Linked DNA regions of Gossypium hirsutum: region 1 is linked to region 2. A link is a contact called in public Hi-C data. All regions are on one chromosome and are shown on one strand. Each heading gives the region's core, a stretch centred on a gene start, on an enhancer-like site or on the middle of the called end of the contact. The rest is flanking DNA. Distances are from core to core; before and after follow the strand shown.

Region 1 (4,012 bases), core at 106-2,605, 150 kb after region 2:
AAGAATCTTAGAGTTCGATGGTATGATTTCCAAATGAAATCTCATTCCTATTTATAGGAATTTTCATGTCTCTTCATAGAGACATCTTTCATCAATAGGTGTCTTTCTGAATAATAATGTATTTAAAATTATTCATTTAATTATAATTATTCAAATAAAATTATTTAAATAGTTATAATTCTTTTTCAAAAAATCAAACAATATAATCTTTTGATTAATTACACCTATTCATTTATAGTTATTGGAACACTATAAATATTTGAAAATATTCCAACAAGTTGATTCGAATAACTTGATTAACTTAAATAATTCGAACTATTTAATTTAAAATTTAAAATTTTTATCAAGTTTTTCGAATCAAATCAAAATTTACTCACCTTTATTTGAACGCACTTAAGTCTACGCCCTCTTGTATTAACAATAAGCTAATACTCAATTTGCAAGATATCCACAAATCTAAAATAATGTACGAATATTAATTATAGAAAAACATAATAAAAGATGAATACAAATACCTTAGGTGTTTGAATGAATTGTGAGGAGTGAAATCTCATTTCCCAATATAAGATAGGAGCAATTTATATAAAGATGCATACAAATTGTTGATGACAAAAAAGGGTTCATGTTGCCTGTCTTTAGCTATTTGAGACACTTTGCCTGCTCTGCTAATTTCTGGGCTGTTTTGCAGATTGAAAATGAAAGATTTCCCCATCTCACAATTTCCATCAACCAATTGAAGATTTTTAGGAAGGTAAATTCAAGGATTATGTAATTTTTATTTTAAAAATAGTAATAGTGAAATAAAAAGAACGTGAAGTGAAGGGGCATTTGCAGAAAGTAATAAATGAGTGAGGTGAGAAGGCAATGGAAGGTAATGATGACTATTCATAAATAGGTTCAGATGGGGTTGGTAGGTGGCTTTGCTCCTTTCTCTCTGTGTCTCAGCTCAATCAAATGCATGCAAAACCATTACAACCACGACGTGCTTATTTCAGAAACTCAAGGCATTCCTCACACCATCCAATGCGCCTTTGTGTATTTGGATATCACATTTATTATTCATGGTAAAAATAAATATTATTTTTTAAATATTTAAATTTGTTATTTGAGGTTTTATTTAGACATCCAAATCATTATTTACTGATAAAAATAATTTTTAAGTCCTGATCTGATTTGGATTTGAATAAAGAATTAGTAGTTCTAATCATGACATTCCTGCTGGACCATGGCATTAGTTGTAGTGCATGTATGGAGGCCGAATTATATTTTTTGACTAAAGATTTAGATATCCCTGCTCTGCACTGCACTGCGATGCACTGTACTGCACTGCCAATGCCATGGGTGGCCCCTTAAATGTAATTAGAGAAGGCATGTGGCACGTAGTATAAATAATAAATAAGAGGGGGGGACCATTTGAGATTGACCTAACAATGCAAAAACCTCTCCGTTCTGAGACTGCCGCAGTTAATACATACATACATACTATAAGACATGGGAATTAGGGAATTACAGTAGCTTTTGCTATTGCTTTTTTCTTTATATGAGTTTGGGAAGTGCAAAGAGAGGGACAAAACGGATGGTCAAACTATGTGGTACATTGCTGCTACTCTCCCATTTGGCATTTGTATCTAACCCTCTTAGGCCTACGGTCTTGTTTTTTTGTTATTTCCTTTTCTTTTCTGCCCTATTGGAGAAAAATATTTTATAGTGTTTGGTAGGTACGTAAACCTATCTATGGGTTTTGAGAAAATAAAACCCTATCTATGGGTTAGATAAAATTCCTTGTTCTAACGTTAATCTTTTATAATTAAAGTTAAAACGGTTAAATTAATTTTTACATATTAGATTAAATAATAAATTAAATTTTTTAGTTAAAATTTTTATTTATTTTAAAATTTAATATGATTGGTAGAATAATTAAATAGTAATATGTAACATGTTATGTACACTTTATGATTTTTAACATAGAAATGGATGTAATTTTTAATAAAATGATCAATTTATTTTTTTTAACGTATAAAAATAATTTTTTAATTTCATGAATAAAGAAAATAAAATACAATCTAACTTTTAATATTAGTATTCCTATATTATTTCTATGAAAAAGTGATAATTTAAAATCCCAAACTCACTTTTATTTATTGCTAAAAAAATTAAATGAATTTGGATGCACTATCAAATTTCAATTTAAGATTTTTCTAGCTTTTCCTTTTCATAAGAAGATCAAAGGGTATCTCAAGATTTACTTAGATTTTAATTCTCTATTTTAGCAATATATTTGCTCACTTTGTCTTGATACATGGCTTTATAAAAAAAATCTCATGATATTAAACCTAGATGGAAAAATACCCAAGCTTCTAAGGAAGTAGGAATAGGGAGATTAAGTATAAAATATTTCTATTTTCTACTACCATTTCTCATTAAACGATATCTGTCAAAAAACTTGTAACGATAATATTTTAATTTAATATAAGTTTGAAAATTGAAAAGTTGCAAAACATTTATTTTTTTAAAGTAAAAAAACATTCTTTAATTTCAAAGAAATTAAGAAGAGAGAAAAGGAAGCATTTACTAACAAAACAAGCACAGAAAACGACACATCAACCAAATCCCTTCGTATTACTTTGATAAACTTATGGCACACAAGACTGAGACTGTATATAAATAGATAAGTTTAAGGAGCTTTTTCTCATCTTTCATGGCACTGTTTCCACTTCCTCCATATCCATTTTCTACTGACCAGTCCAAAAAGTCTTAACCCTTCTTCATTGGCTTTCCGAGCCATAAGCTCCTATCAATGGCTCAACGACGCCCATTGCCACCCTTGATCATGGACCTGACCATCGCAGTTCGTCCGCCAGGTCATCAACATCCTAGCTCAAGAAAAGTAGATTTCATGTTATGAAGTCCATGGCAATATCTCTCCTGAGCTTATTCTTCTTATATCTTTTCTTCTATTCTCGAAACTCTTTGATGATTATTCGAGTTTTCTTGACCTTGCAAGTCCGTAAGTAAGGTAAAATTGTTCTTGATCACTTTAAGAATTTTCAAGAGACTCTGAGCATAAAATTTCCATCAAAGGTTCGAGAAAGTTCTTATCTATCTTCTATCCCTCCTGAGCTGTCTCTTCTCTTCGTCTCATTTCTCTTTATTCTAGCTAGGGTTATCTTTTATCAACTGTTTAAGTTTTTAGCTTAAAAGTATTTCTAAATGCAATTGGATTATCCGAATAAAATTTATGAGCTTACAATGTACGTGGTTGTTGAAAGAAATATGTATTTGCCAATTTTAGTTTTCTTTACAATTTTTTTTGTAGTTTTTTTAATATTCTATGTATTTACTAAAGAAAAAGAAAAAAGAAAACATCCTACGAAGCAATATCAAAGAAGAAAATGTAAAGGAAAAAGATTAATTTACAGAACATCCTTGAAAAAAGATGACATATGAACAATGGAATTAGGACTAAAGGAATCTTTGGTTCATGGTGAGATTCAACTCTATATTGTTGGATACATGCACTTAATAGTGAGATCGTAAATTAAAAACCCTGGGTTCATTAACACATGGTTGCATATGATGAAGTTGTGTCTTAAAAAAGACTGGATGATCCGACTTACTAGCATCTCATAACCTTAGTGTGCTATTCGTAGATGCATGCATAACAGCAAATTGGTTTCCACAAAAGAATTTCGCACAGGAGACTGTTTTCTTGGTGCACAATAAACACATGAAATGGACTACTGATGTTTTCTTAAATTATAGCAGTGGATACGATAAGGCAACAAAATTTCATAATAATAATTATTCTTACAACAAATTTGGGAGGAAATGGGTACACATCGCTCAAATCTTGGTGTTAATATCAGCTTACAATAATTTTCCAGGTACAACTGTGATTTTATTAACTTCAATAGTTTTTGGGTTCTTTTCTCCTACAGAAAAATAGTACCGATTTAGCAATGACAAAGCTGGAAAGATTAATAAAAGCGCAGCAATGCAAAGTGAAAGTTTG
Region 2 (4,118 bases), core at 609-3,108:
ACAAGCAATAACAATATAGTCGTAACAAAATTAGTTTTGGCGCACCAAAATGGGTCCCTAGAAAAGAACATTTACCCTCGACATAGTTTGTTCACCCGCAACATCCAAAATGGGGAAATTTTTGTTTTCCCTTTGATGTAGTCTAGAGTATCCCTTCTGAACAAATGCATTAGAGAAATGACAAGGTACTGAAATACTTGGAACTGAAAGAGCTATTAGCACTTGTAGTTTTCTCTGCTTATTTAGTTTATTCTATTAGGTGGTAGTTTAGGCCATATACTAGCCACTTTTCTAATGTCCAAAATTTCAATTTTCATTTAATTCTATAGTTCTTTCAAACTGCCCCATCTGTCAATATCTATCTTCTTCCATCTGTAGAGAAAAATGGGAAACTACCTGATTCTTGTTTCTTGTTTTAGCATATTTTATCACACTTCCTTTGATCTTTGAATCTGTCTATGTTCACTTCTGTTTTGTGCTAAAATAGAGTTCTAGATTTCTCTGATCTTTGAGTAGAATTTTTCTCTTTCAAATGAAAGCTAAATTATTCATGGTTATCATTACATCTTAAATATTTTTATGGGCTGCTTGCTTCTCTTTTTTAGGGTTTTACAATCATTGCATTCAATGATGGACATCTGAATGCGAAGACTTTACGAGAAGTTCTTAGTCTTGGTCCAACTTTTTTAGTGATAAAGTTTACGGAAAATACGTATTTTATATATGTAATTTTTAGTACAAGCAAGCTAGAAAGTTATATGCGGCTCCCGGAAAAGTTTAGTTGAAGTTACCAATACTTATATGAGAAGTTAATTAGCAGTGTTTAATGGCTCATGTATCCTATGTAAAGACTAAAAAGTAATTGTGCACAACCAATTAAGCAGATTCTCCCTCAGTACTAATATAGCAGCTTTTTATGGCTACAAAATGTAATGCCTGTCAGTTAACCAAGGCATGTCATATAAGTCTCGAGTGCACATTCAAGGTGTAGGAAGACTTCTAGAAGTTGAATTTTCACCATTTTTTCTCTTCCCCCCTCCCCCTTCCCCCCGAGCATCAATTATGAATCATTACAAAGGAGAATGGTTAACAGAGCAAAATATCCTAAAAAAAGCAAATCAATAAAAGTTTGAACAAGCAAAAGAACAAATCCTCATTTCTATCTTTGTCCTTCCAAATCTAATAACATATAAAAGAATCTTTCTTCTAGAAAACAATGGACACAAATAAAATAAACACCAAACGTTTGCTTATTGTATTAAGGAGTATATGTAGATTACCTTTCTACCTTCACTCAGTTTTTGCCTAACTATTTGCCCCAATGTTGGCTGAAAAAAGGAAAAATAGATGCAATTTGTAAACAAACGAGCTAATAGAGAATAGCTTGATTAAGTAAAGTGTATTCTTGGAGATCTGTGATAGTTAACGAAAAGGGGGGTCTTAATTAAGACAAAGCAAAATTACCTTGCCGGTGAACTGCTTCACTCGATTCAGCACTGATTTAACATCTGGGTGTTGGATCGTTTGCCCTTTCCTCTCACACTGAAGTTAGAATTTCAAGCTGTGTTTTTGTTGAGAGGAAATTGAAACGGTTGACCCTGATTTCAACCGGAGCTTGAGGATACTGAGAATTAATGGAATTAGGTGAAAAAGAGGGAGAATGGTGGAACGAAATGGGAATCAGACTGAAAAGAGGGAGAAGGGTGGAATGAAATGGGAATCAGACTGAAAAGAGGAGAAGGGTAGAACGAAAGAAGGAGAAAATGCTCAGATGTGAGAAGGGTAAAGTTGAACAATTTTCGCGCTGAATAGGTATTCCCTTGGGGGAGTGTTGAATTGTAAACGGTGATTTTGCCTTGAATAAGGCTGTAAGGAATATGGATGTAATAGCCTATTCAGTCAACCAAACAATGGAATAGGGTTGGGCCACTGAATAAGGCTGTAATGGTTTAGCATTACAGCCAACCAAATAAGCTGTTAATGTTTGTTCATTTTGTTGATGTAACACACACGTGGATGTCACGTTAGCAAAGTGAACAAACATTATCTTTTCTATCCATCTTTCTTAGTTTAAGCAAAAAAAAAAATTCTTTTAATAAAACACCATTTTAAGACTTAATAAAACTTCTTTAAAATGATTTTTAATACTTTGAAAGCTTGAATACATTTAAAAAAAAATTATTTTGAATCATTTCCCAAACATCAACATATGATATCAAAAAAATTCCAAACATTTTAAAATCATTTGAGTCTTATTTAAACATAATTTCAAATCTCAAACATGAATAATTTCATTTATGAACCAATGACTTCATTTGCTTTCAAATAGGATCCAAAGGACACTTAATTTTGCAAGTTAAAATATTTACAAATTCATATAATAGTCTAAGCCTTTATGTAGATGCCAAAATACAAGTAACGATTACGACTTTAAAACATCAAATGGTGATGCGATGCTCCTAAGCCGAAATTACAAGCTTCTTGTCAAGACCTTCACGTTTAAACAACTAACGCTTGAGCTTGCTAAACTATATATCTTATACTTTGTCAATGTTGGCCCTTCTTAATTATGTCGTATCAATTCATTCAAGCTACGTTTTAGTGTCCCTAATGGATTCATTTACATTAATCAACTTATAGGGCTAAACTTACATTTCCATAATTCATCAACTTATCACATAATGAAATTTACGTGAATGACTTATACAATATTTAAATCCTTTATCCCTTAACTTCCTAACATTTTCATACATGCATACATAAGCTTTCGTACGTATTCTTCACACCTTATATATTTCTTTACCATTTCCTTTACTAAGGTATGCTCGGATCATTAATTTATCCAATATCACTTAAGGTAACTTCACTAAACCACACATCCTTAAAGCACATTTTTCATATTAAATTCTCTTTCAACTCATCTATTCGGTTACTATTTCTTTTTTGTCTCATTTAGTTAAAAGTCCTTTAGTTCACATCACTTATTTTTTGCTTTTAGTTATCAATATTCACATTTAAAGTTGATTACCAATATTTTAATTCATTTTCGCCCATATTAAATTCTAGTAAAATTTATTTGCATATACGAGACTCCTCCACCACACCAATGAGTACCGATATGCTAAACTGTAAGATAGCGCAACACATCCCTCTACTGCACCAATGAGCTCATGAGAGCATAAACTACACCACACCAAGATACACATAAGTGCAATGCCCAAATGCGATAAAAAGTGCAAATAAGTGTGAAACCTCCAACAAAACTTCAAACATGCTATAGACCTTAATTGGCATACCAACCTTTCATAACATTTTACTAAGTCTAATAAGGCACATTGCAATTATAAATAACATATATCCATCAAGATAATTAACAAATACATATACACATATCATATAAGGGCACTTTATGCACTTTAACAAACTTATGATCAAATCCATATTAATAAATGCCTTATGAGCATGTTCATCCTTTTTCTTTCACATGTAGGCATCATAGGTATTTTACATTTACATATACATTTTCGCATTTCGTTAAGCCTTATACACAAGTCCATTTTGTATAATAATTCCCAATAGTGGAAAGTCACGTTTCCATTATTTTTAAATTTTTACGTAACAAATCTTATGTTTTAACATAGTATTGACTTTATCGAGTAAAATTATGAATTAACCAATAAGTCCTATTCATAGTCATAATGACAATTATTCACATTTTTACATTAATAACATAATTCCAACATATCCAAATATGCTTACTAATACTTGTAAGCAACCAAAGTCTCATTATACCTCATTAATTAATATGTCATCTCACATTCAAATTTTTAGCAAAATTTAATAATAACTAATTTCTACACCATTGAGCCAAGGAATTTGTATATATTTATATATATATATATATTATAAATACTTATCACATAAATATTACTAAATTCATAAAGTACTTTAAAATAAAATAAGTAAGAGTATCCGATGTACTTAACTTAAGATGCAATAACACATATAATCAAACCTCCATAAACTTGATTCTATCCTTAATTAGCAAGAAAATCCCATTATTTAACAACGTTCTTCATTTTTTCCATATACACAAAAATATAACTAAAATTAATAAA

Evidence for each region. A called contact is a pair of places that touch in the nucleus more often than the background predicts.
Region 1: a Hi-C map of leaf shows a contact between it and region 2, with 2.2 times the contacts expected there. The contact joins the enhancer-like site here to the promoter of LOC107955669 in region 2. A contact is called at or near these places in 5 of 34 Hi-C or Micro-C datasets (callus, fibers and leaf).

What each region holds. Positions count from the first base shown.
Region 1 is chrA07:87,904,491-87,908,502 of Gossypium_hirsutum_v2.1, forward strand. No RefSeq gene overlaps it. Among protein-coding and RNA genes, the nearest start is that of LOC121204265, 19 kb to the left of the region's middle. Within about 2 kb of position 1,356, at least 1 of the 9 cell types and tissues checked has an H3K27ac peak or open chromatin away from gene starts, as enhancers often do. A contact at or near this core is called in leaf, where this site is marked.
Region 2 is chrA07:87,758,027-87,762,144 of Gossypium_hirsutum_v2.1, forward strand. LOC107955669 reads right to left here and starts at 1,859. Exons shown (of 5, transcript XM_041116547.1): 1 at 1,465-1,859; 2 at 1,281-1,328.